Linked DNA regions of Rattus norvegicus: region 1 is linked to region 2. Evidence: chromatin contacts called from public Hi-C data. All regions are on one chromosome and are shown on one strand. The core of a region is the stretch at or near the end of the contact, and the rest is flanking DNA. Distances in the headings are between cores, read along the strand shown.

Region 1 (5,220 bases), core at 2,179-4,678, 160 kb after region 2:
GGCTTCCTGGGCTTCGGGGCCATCATCCGGGAGCAGAAGAGCTGTCTCTCCACAGTGAGTGATCTCCTGTCCCTGTGTGGAAGCTGTCTTTCCACAATGAGTGTCCTTCCATGGAAAGTGTGTGCTTGTGCTAGGTGGGGGCAGGGAAGGACACCACACATGCTCCCCAGGGCACTGAGGACACTAAGGAGCCAGAGCAGAGTGGCTTCTGTGATGTCTGAGATGGTTCTGCTTCTTCTTCCTCTTCTTCCTCTTCCTCTTCTTCCTCCTCTTCCCCCTCTTCTTCCTTTTCATCCTCTTTGTCCTTTTCCTCTTCTTCCTCTCCCTCTTCTTCCCCCTCTTCCCCCTCTTCTTCCTCCTCTTCCCCCTCTTCCCCCTCCTCTTCCCCCTCCTCTTCCCCCTCTTCTTCTTCCTCTTCTTCCTCTTCTTCCTCCTCTTCCCCCTCTTCTTCTTCCTCTTCTTCCCCCTCTTCTTCCTTTTCATCCTCTTCTTCCTCTTCTTCCTCCTCTTCCCCCTCTTCTTCCTCCTCTTCCTCTTCTTCCTCCTCTTCCTCATCTTCTTCCTCTTCCTCTTCCTCCTCTTCTTCCTCTCCTTTTCTTTCCTCTCTTCTTCCAATTCTTCCTTCATTTTACACCTCCTCTTCCTCCCCTAATCTTCCCCTTTCTTCTTCTGCTCTTTCCTGGTCACCCTCGCCTGGGACACAGCCTCCCAATGTCTTGCTCTCTGTTGTAGAGCAGCCCCAGACACTACGTCAGCTGTGTTTCATATGTCTCTTGACCCTAAGGGTCCTTTGTCATGGCTAAAATCAATCAATATTCAGTTCTTAATATTACAAAATAATGAGGTGGCTTCTGATTTCCCCAGCTGATCCAAGATGTGTTGTTTCTTTTTGTTTGTTTAATTGAGCCCAGGTGTTAAATCAGCTGATTTGTCTCTGCTGTCTTCTATCTCTGAGGGTGGTCACCCTACTCTACTTGTTTAAAGATTGAGTTTTGGTTCTATAGATTTCTAGCTGCTGCTGCTTCTTCTTCTTCTTCTTCTTCTTCTTCTTCTTCTTCTTCTTCTTCTTCTTCTTCTTCTTCTTCTCCTCCTCCTCCTCCTCCTCCTCCTCCTCCTCCTCCTCTTTCTCCTCTTCCTCCTCCTCCTCCTCCCCCTCCTCCTCCTCCTCCTCCTCCTCCTACTTCTTCTTCTTCTTGGATATACCCCCCCCATGTGTTGCTTAATAGGTCCTTATGGCAGTGCCGTGGGAAGGACAGTCAGGCTTAACTGACTTGATCATTTGTAAAGCATATTCCATGGCTAGCATTTGTAGGCACCACAGCCTTCATGGCAGCTTCTTCCTGGGGGTCTGGGGAAACACCCATAGCATCTATGCAGGGCCAGGAAAGAGGCCAGGGAGGAGCCAGCAGGGACCCCGAGGCTGAGAACACCTCAGGTTCTACAAACCCAGTTCTCTGACACCCTTTGTCTGTGACTGACTCTAGCCTCTGTCCCCACCCCAGACTAAGCCTAATGTTCAGAAGAGAAGAAACAGCAGAGAAAACTGGGGGGGGGGGCAGCTTGGGCTTTGTCAGGAAACCTAAGCTGCAGAATAGATCCAACTTTCAAAGAGAAATCAGGCTGAGCCTGAACGAAAGCAGGCAGTGGGAAGAAGCTCCAAAGGGCTCTTGAGTTACCTGTACCCACTCTGCATCCCAGCCCCACCACCCACCATAGACCATAGACTGTGCAGTTCTGTCTTGCACTCATCCTAGGGAGTGGAAGGCAGGGCTTGCAGCGGGAAACCTGAGGCCTGGCCCCTGCAGCAGCTCTCAAAGCAGCGACCTAGTTTTTGGCCTGGATATAAAAGCCGCTCTATGCAGACCCAGCTGGATGGTGCTCCCGTTTTGAAGAATTCCTTCATTTGACTCTGGGGAAGAGCTTCGACCCAGGGTGCTGGCAGGGTACATGCTGATATGTAGGCTAAAGTTCTTCAGGAGGTGTACTAGGAGGTACCTTCCAGAGTGGAGCAAGGGTAGTGAGAGCAGACACAGTCTGCTGGTCATCCCTCACATGGCAAGAGCATGGTCATTCCTTGAAGCCCATATGAACTGGCTCTTGGAACAGCACACACACACACACACACACACACACACACACACACACACACACACCTACACCTAAAGCCTTATAGTCAAGTGCCTTATATAGAATGGTGTGATATTCATATACATTCCATATCCATACTCTTTAAAAATCTTTAGCTCCTGTCCTGGCTGGTTTTGTGTGTCAACCTGACACAAACTGAAGTTATCACAGAGAAAGGAACCTCCCTTGAGGAAATGCCTCCATGAGACCCAGCTGTAAGGCATTTTCTCAAGTCACTACTTGAGATCAAGGGTGGGAGGGCCCATTATGGGTGATGCTATCCCTGGGCTGGTGGTCTTGGGTTCTATAAGAAAGCAAGCTGAGCAAGCCAGGGGAAGCAAGGCAGTAAGAAACATCCGTCCATGGCCTCTGCATCAGCTCCTACTTCCTGACCTGCTTGAGTTCCAGTCTTGACTTCCTTTAGTGATGAACAAGAATGTGGCAGTGTAAACTAAATAAACCCTTTCCTCTCCAACTTGCTTCTTGGTCATGATGTTTTGTGCAGGAATAGGAACCCTGACTAAGACAGCTACTTATTATACCAAATACAATGCAAGTGCCACACAAATAATTGTGCCTTATCATTAAAGGACTAATGGTGACATTCTGTACACACTAAGTGTAGCAGACCCTGTCTCCTCCACATGCACCCAAGGCTGGTTGACTCCATGGATGTAGAAAGCCAAGTCTTTCTCCAACAGATGGTGAAGAGTTGGCCACCTAAGGTCCCTGAGAGACTTTGGCATGTCCCAGATCTGACCACTCTGCTGGAGGAAGACACTGGGTCATAAGAATTCAAGCAGAGGACTGTCCTACGCTTCAGCGACCAGCCCTCGTGGGGACTGAGTCTCAGGGAGATGCGATTATCAGGTCCAGAGAAAGATCTTTCCTTGGGAGGCTCAGTCCCTGGGTCCGTGTCCTGCTGTACTTTGAGAGGCCTGAGATTCTAGATGAGCTGTTGTCCCTGTCCCTAGAGCCTGTCCCAGAAAGGCAGGCGTCTGAGTCCTGTGCTTCCTTCCTTCCTACCATGGACTGCCTTACAGGGCATCTCAGGGAACATGAGGTAGAGGAGGAGCCATCTGCTGGGGAGACCAGGGCTCCCTCCTGACAGCCTGAGAAAGAATGCAGACACTGTCCCTTAAGGACCCAGCTTCTGACTCAGCCACCATCTAGGGGGTGAGGTGTCCCCAGCAGCTTCAGGAAGCAGCCTCTGCTGACTAGGCACAGCTTGCTGACGACACAGATGGCCACTGTTCGCTGAGCACCGCGCCGGCTGCTTCTCACACTCCACCAACCCTGCGAAGGCACTGCCATCTGCCCATCCTCTGTGCTCTCAGCCCTGGTGCCTGCTCACTCACTCAGGCCTCACATGCCCACAGAGCTTCTCAGGCTCCTGATGTGCACTTGACAGGAGCTGGGGAGCAGGTACAGGTGCCGAGAGGGGTCACTGGGAGGAGCACCAGGGAGCAGGTTTAGCCAAGCAGATAGGAGGCAGAAAGCAATCACATTGTCAGGAAAGGAGAGAGAGAAAGAGAGAGAGAGAGAGAGAGAGAGAGAGAGAGAGAGAGAGAGAGAGAGAGAGAGACCAGAGTTGCCTTTGAGTGTTAGCAGGTCAGAGCCAAAGGAGATTGGGAAGGGAAATTATGATAGGGTCTAGTCTTAGCTGCCTGGTCCTCCTGGTTACTAGTTACTTCAGTGCTCACAACCTGTGAGGGTGTTGAGGCAGTGGAAAAATACAACGAACTCCTGTAGGAAGGAGCAAATGGTCCATCTCCTATGATCTGACCTAGTATACCTCCTGTCCCCAGAGGGGCAAGATTCACTCTTTTTTACAGCTGAGGCGTTAAGACCCAAAGATACAGAGTGGCTGAACCCAGGATGCAGGACTCCCCTCTACAGCCCACTTCCCCTCAAGGCAGGAGCTCCATGGTTCAACAGTCAGGTCTAGAATTTGCCCAGAAAGTTACGTAGAAGTAAGGGTAGTGTATGATCTCCAAGTATGCTCTTAGATAGAGATACAAGATAGGGCAGGCTGGGGCTGGGGATTTAGCTCAGTGGTAGAGCGCTTGCCTAGCAAGCGCAAGGCCCTGGGTTTCGGTCCTCAGCTCCAGGAAAAAAAAAAAAAGATAGGGCAGGCTGTTGGTCCACCTATGACTACATGTGTGTATGTGCACTTGCACAAGTATATGCATGTGTGCGCGCGCGTGTGTGTGTGTGTGCACACACACATACACACACATTCTGAATGTTTTTCAGTATATTCTAGAACTTTCTCTGTGCTCCACCTGGGGTGTGGGGTGTAAGGGCCCCCTTCAGGGATTACCCACTCCCATGTTACAGAGCCACCCTTCCTAAACGCGTGCTGTCACCCTGGCAGTCCTTGTGTTACATGGCCAATATTTCTACTTTGGAGTGAATCGGGGAACAAGTTACCAGAAATCGCCCTACATTCTTGGCATTTCGTTTGGAAAAAGACACTAGCCTGTGCCCTGCTAGGGGAATCAAAGGTATAGAAAACAGTCAGTGTGTAAGGTAGATAAGACCCTGCCCCAGAGTTGTGACTTCATCAGGCTTTGTGGTCCAGCTCTGGCTAAGAAAGAATGGAGAGAGAGTAATGCCCTTGGGAAGGGGCTGACAGGAAAGTGTGCTGGGTGTGAGAGGAGGACGGTTCATTTCTGCAGGTCACTGGGTTTTCCTCCATTGGAATCTGAGCTCATTTCAATTGAAGTCCTTTCTCAGTGAGCCCAGCAGAGCCAGTTGTGTGACTCTGGGTCTCTGTGCAGCCACTGCAAGGTCTGTTCTTGGGACATTGGTGCTGACCTGGGAGTGGAAAGATGTTCTCCAGTTCTATTGGAAGAGAGTTGCAGGCTCCCAGAGCCGTGGCTGTAAGATCTGACCCTCTGGGACTTCCTGGGTCTGTTTCAAAGATTTAAGTGCCACCAAACAGATCAGCACAGAGGACCACTCTGGCTGAGTGACAGGCAGAGCAAGGCAAGTCAGTAAATCACAGGGGAGGGCACAGTTGGGCTGTAGGGGGTAGATCCTGGTGTCCTCTGAACTCACTGTGGCAACTTCTAAGGGGGATGTGTCCTC
Region 2 (5,730 bases), core at 1,121-3,620:
CAGCCCGTTCCTGGAGGAAAACCAAGCAGTAGTCACGAGGCCTGTATGCCTCACTGGGCACGTTTGACCAAGTCTGTGTACCATCCTTTCTCCAAGGAAGTTGCTGAAAGCTGAGTCTCCTCTGTCCCACTTTGATTCATTGTCATCCAGGAGGACAGCTGGGTCTCTCTCTCTCTCTCTCTCTCTCTCTCTCTCTCTCTCTCTCTCTCTCTCTCTCTCTCTCTGCGACGTCGTCGTTCCCCCCCCCACCCCCACCCCTGCCACCGCCGCCTCTACCGCTGTTTTCATTGATGCCTTGAGCAGAGCTGGCATGTGCGACTGCTGAGAAGGGGGAGCGCAGAGCAGCGGGGGAAGCAAGTAAAAATAGCCTGTCGCGCGTCGCTCTGCCTGCTCCGGACGCCTTTAACCCTCACCGAGGTGGAGGGAGCCGCAGCCGCCACTGCACACTGCGGAACGTGGCCTGGGTCCGCACTAGACCCCCACGCGCCAGCCCAGGTGGTGGTGGACTAGGACCCAGGAAAACTTTTTATTTTTATATATATATTTTTTAAGACAAGTAAAGATGAGGTGGGATAGGGAAACAACAGGGGAGAGCTATAGTTACGGGGCTGCAGGGACTGCTACGAGCTGGCTGGCCCAACACTTCACCAGTGAGCGGCCTTGAGACTCCAAGCTATTTTTAGAAACCTGTTCGGCGGGTGGGCGATCAGAGGGCTGAGGGGGAGGGGAATGCTGAGCGTCTGGTGCTATACTCGGTTTCAAAGACTCTGCTCTCAGGTTCGGTTGAGGAACGACATGCAGGATATCTTTGCCCTAACTCAAGGAGAAGACATTAGCTGCTGTATGCCCGGCGCCTTCAAACCCCAGATCGTGTTTGTTTCAAAATCGACAGTTGCCAGAAGCATGCTGCCTCTAGTGCCCAGGGAATGGGGGTTCTTTAGCTTTGCTGCCTATACGGTGGGGTGGGGGATGAGTTGTGACCTCTAGGAAAGAAAGCCAGGAAGGGTCTTCACGTTGTTTTTGCATTCCCAAAAGGCCTGGACAGTCTCCGCGCCACACCCCCATCCCCGCCCCACGCTGCATATGGGTTACCGTATGTGAAATGTACGGCAGCCCCACCAGACACTGGACTATTAATAGAGCCCTGGAGTTTGCTCTGTGTCTTTTTCCTGCCACCGAATAAGGGATGATCACACACACCCCACTCCGCCCCCACCTCGGCGCACAGTTCCTCTGTGAAGGTAAGGGGGCTGCCCACGCCGATCCCTTCATGACTACAGGTGCCCAAAGCCAAGGAACAATCCCATTGTGATGACAGCGGGGTCAGAGCGAGGCGAAAGAACACACTTGCTCGGGACGCAAAGACCCGCTGGGCTCTCTGCAGCTCAGGGCCAACTCCGGAGAAGAGAAAGGGCAGATATGGGGCGGCCGTAAGGGCTGCGGAAGACGGAGGGCAAGAGTATCATTTGCGGACCTAGAGCGGCCTCCTTAAAAGCTGCTGCGGGACAAGTGACCGCAGACCCGTTTCGCGCTGCAGCCCCGGGCATGCATCCCCCTCCGCCTGTGTAGGCTCGGCTGCGGCAGGCGCGGGCGCTGTCCCTGGTGCTGAATGGGGCCGTGGTCCCTGCGCCCTCCCAGGGTTCCGCTCTCCCGTGGCGCCTTCAGCACCCTTGGACTACAGACCTCGGGTCCGGCCCCGCTATGGCCTGGGGACTGCGGGGGAGGTCAGGTGCAGGTGCTTAGTACTGCCACCAGGTTGGCCCCCTGAGGCCGGGAGCTCTCCACGGTGTTGCAGGGACCCGTAGCTTGGGGACCGCCTCGAGCTTGAAGGGTAAAGTCCAGGCAGCGGTGGGAGACAGTCGATGCACTGCAGGGAGCAGACCTGGCCCTAATATAACCCGCCCCAGCTCTGCGTAAAGCCGGGATCCGGGATCACTATCGGAATCCAGTGCACAGGGGCAGAGGAGCGGGACTGCCCAAGGTTTGGGACTTAGGGGAACAGAAAGGGAGCAGCGGGTGGCAGGAGAGGGTGATGGGGCTGAAAGCGACTCAGATTTTCAAGAGGGAAAGGAGCTGAGACGTGCACCGTCGCCCCCCACACATACTCCTACACTTCTCTCTCTCTCTCTCTCTCTCTCTCTCTCTCTCTCTCTCTCTCTCTCTCTCTCGGCAGGGACAAGCGGGATGGGGAAAGTTTGGCACCACGGAGGTGGTGGTGGCAGCAACCAGCGGCGGCTCACAGGGGTCCCGATAGGAGGCAGGGTCGCCGAAAACCCCGGCCCGGTCGCCTCCTTACCTCCGTGCTTTCGACTGCGTTCTCCGCCATTTTCCTCCGGAGGAGCAGGCAGCGGGAGGAGTGTTTCATGCCCATAAGAGCCAACAAGGGTTTGGGGATTCGAGATAGTAAAGAACGAGAGAAGGCTGATGTGGCTTTAAAAGAGAGCCTAAGAATGCAAGAGGAGGGGGGGCAAAAATCCCAGCCAGCCCCTCTGCCGGAGCGTCCTCCGCGACAATCGAGCTCTGTGGAGTCCCTCCTGCGGTCGCCACTTTGTTCACGTTTCCTCGCTCTTCATCTGCCTCGCATCCCTTCGCACACTTGCAAGTTCTGGTCGCGCTCACGACCCCCTCCGCGCCCCTCTCCCCTGCGCGGCCGGCTGGGCGGGAGGGAGGGAGGCGGCCCCGCGGGCTCGCCGGTGGCAGAGGCAGCAGCTCCGAAGTCCGGCAGGCGGGTGGCGGACGCCAACTCTCCCAACTTCTGCCGATCTCTGGGCGAAGCAACACGCGTCCTGCTCGACGCTCCCGGGGGCTGAGCGGGTGAGTGGGGGCGGGGTGGGAGGTGCGCGGGAGCGAGCGGCGGCGGGGCGCTGACGGCGGGGACCCCCAGCCCGCCCCCGTGCCCGGGACCGCGGGGTCTGGGGGCCGCCTGCGCTCGGCTGCGCTCCTGGCGCGGCGCACACCTGGCACGGGGGCTAGGGCTGCGCGCACGCTGCAGGGCCGCGCGCCAGGCTCCGGGAAGCAGGCGTCCGCGAAGCTGCTGGAGATTCTCAGCCCAGTACAAGTCCTTCTAACGATGGCAAGCACCGGACAAGACTCAGCCACGGTTACCTAGTGTCTACTCCCCCCGCCCCCCCCCCGTCGATTCCTGGATCCTTCCTGAGCGGATCACTGTTTGGGGCGTGAAAAGGGTGGGTGTCTGAATGGGAGGGGACAGTCCTTAACTCCTTCAACTCTAGGCCCTCTCTATCTAGCTTTTCTTCACCCTCAGGACCCAAGACCAGAAGGCCTTCAAACCCCTCGCAGGAGGACTGGGTTGAAGTGAAGGTGGCCACCCGAGGTGGCTTGGGAAAACAAGAACAAATCAATAAAAGGGCCCGCGGTCTAGCTCCCCTACCCACGTCTTGCCTGTCAGCCCCTCCCCCACCCGGGGCCCACACGTTTCTCTCCCCCCTCCCCGCAGCCCCTCCCCCACCTTCACCCTCTCCTGAAGTCCCTTTTATGGGAGAGAGCTGTGAGGATGTCACGTACCCATTAGGATTCTCTCGCTCCTTTTTTTAAGGGAGTTTGGGCGGCAGCGGGGGGTGTGAATTTTTATACAATGCATTCCTGTCTTCACTTTGAGAGCTTTTTTCTCTCTTTCGGGCCATCTGTCAGGCACTGAGGGATAGAACAATGGGGGAGGGAGGCCTCACTCAGGACTCTTTAGCTGGCTACCTCAGGGAAAGCTGAACCTTCAGGCTTTCCGGCCCACAGGGTCAAGGTCGGGGTCCTCACAGATGTGCCGGGAGCATTCTGCCCCCTCCATCTCAGTTCTTATTTGAGTTATTTAAACCAAATGCCCTGTTTAGTCTGATCATAACCTTTGATAGCCAGGAAGTGTACGAGTGACTGTCCTCAACTAACCCAGGTTCATTGAGGAAAAGGGCCAAAACCCGGCTCGGCATGATAGATACTTCTATTAGACCAAGATTCTCAGGCACAGAGAAGAGACACTGCGGTGAGCAGAGGTGAAGAGTGAAAAACAGGAAGAGGATGGAGATAAGAAGGATTAAAGAAAATGTAGCAAGAAGCTTGGGTTAACCACATCTATAATCCCAGTAAATTCACCTCAACCTTCTCAGTCCACAGACCTGAATTCGAGTTGGGCGTGAATGAGCAGAGTCTTGGCAATGCCTGGTCCTTCTTCACTCCCATCCTGCCACACGTTGTATGGGGTAGGGGACATAAGTGCCTCTAAAAAGTGACTTTTACCCTTCGGTACCTTCTTTTTCCCCCGTAAGTATCTTCCCTCAGATACGAAGACTCTGAGATGCTGGATCAAAAGAGGCTTAGTACTTGTGCAATCAAATAAGACCAGAATAGCAAGATCCCCACCCACACATTGGGCCAGTCCTCTTACAGGTAAGGACTCCAGATGAAAGAGAAGGGGACATTTGTCTAAGGTCCCTCAACAAGCTGCAGGAGTTTAGGAAAACAGCTCCCCAGCCAACCGACTTTCAACCCAACACTGTCCCCACCCCACACTCCTTCTGCTTGTTCATCCATTCTGTGACTAACAGGGGAGGAGGGGAGCTGAAGCAGGCTCCCACCGAAATAGGCTGCTGTTGTGCGTGATTATGTTGCTATGAGAACCTCAGTGGGGGTGTTTCCTCAGTTCTCTGTTGAAATCTTTTACTGTGCTTGGCTTCTCCCCAAGTACAGACACAGCTCCTGTTGGAATGGGAAAGGGACTTGGAGAGCTGTGTTTTTACAGCAAGAGTTTTCTATTCCAACTCAAAGGCAGCCTGGGGCACAGAAATATCTAGGCCACTAGGGTTGCTCTGCAGTGACCAGAGGAAAGCATGGTGACCTATCACAGTTGATGCTCCACCCCTCCTGGAAAACACTTGGAACGGAAATTCTGCCCCTGCTGTGCATCCATCTAATTACAAATTCACAAATCACTGAAAGGTGGAGTTTGGAGTGGTTTGGTACTCCTGAATATCAGAGGTAGAGAGATGGCCTAGGCCTACACACACACACACACACACACACACACACACACACACACACACACACACACAGAGAGAGAGAGAGAGAGAGAGAGAGAGAGAGAGAGAGAGAGACACGTATGCCCATACAAGAATTACATGAACACCCACCTCCTAGGGCGGTGAAAATCTATGGTGAATGAAAAACATATAGTAGGACTATTTGGAAGCCAGCCCTTTTCTGTCTCTTTTGCCCGAGTGTCAGAATATTCTCTTATCGAGTTAGCTTAATCATCTTAATTACTCCACGTGATACTCACTGGGCATCTCTCAGGGTCCCGCTTGTTCTAGGAACTGAGCATAGTAAGGCAACAGAACACACCAGACTTCCTGTGGGTTCTCAATTTCAGTCACCTTGACTGGGACAGAATGGAAGGCTTCTGGGGAGAGTTCAGTGGCAAGTGAGAAGACGGGGGATGAAAAAGGGGTTCAGCATGGTGTGCATCTGATGTGTTCTGTGTCAAGTGGTCCCCAAGACCCATTCGCTCATTTCCCTTGCACTAGACCTACAGCAGAACAGAATGTGTTGAATGACACACAGGATGTGCTTGGCACCAGGCTGACCTGATGGTGAGAGCACAAATATGTGAGCATTTTCTATAACTTGTCTTGGAGCCTGGGTTAAGCTTCACAGAGCACTTTTCACCTGCTGTAGTCTATATCTGCATGGCTTTTCCTGTAGTCCTTTCGGCTACTCTTAGAG

What was found. Hi-C and Micro-C count contacts between places; a contact is called where the count stands out from the background.
Region 1: a contact with region 2 is called in a Hi-C map of prefrontal cortex, with 2.0 times the contacts expected there. The contact joins the enhancer-like site here to the promoter of Prmt8 in region 2. A contact is called at or near these places in 3 of 12 Hi-C or Micro-C datasets (Schwann cells, frontal cortex and prefrontal cortex).

The regions. Positions count from the first base shown.
Region 1 is chr4:162,463,968-162,469,187 of GRCr8, forward strand. It overlaps Tspan11 (tetraspanin 11), which reads left to right. Exons shown (of 8, transcript NM_001024262.1): 3 at 1-54. Among named protein-coding and RNA genes, the nearest start is that of Tspan11, 42 kb to the left of the region's middle. Within about 2 kb of position 3,429, at least 18 of the 93 cell types and tissues checked have an H3K27ac peak or open chromatin away from gene starts, as enhancers often do. A contact at or near this core is called in Schwann cells and prefrontal cortex, where this site is marked.
Region 2 is chr4:162,300,975-162,306,704 of GRCr8, forward strand. Prmt8 (protein arginine methyltransferase 8) reads right to left here and starts at 2,371. Exons shown (of 10, transcript NM_001271385.1): 1 at 2,297-2,371. The coding sequence starts at 2,371. It overlaps LOC102548836 (a long non-coding RNA gene), which reads right to left. Exons shown (of 3, transcript XR_353658.5): 3 at 3,482-5,730.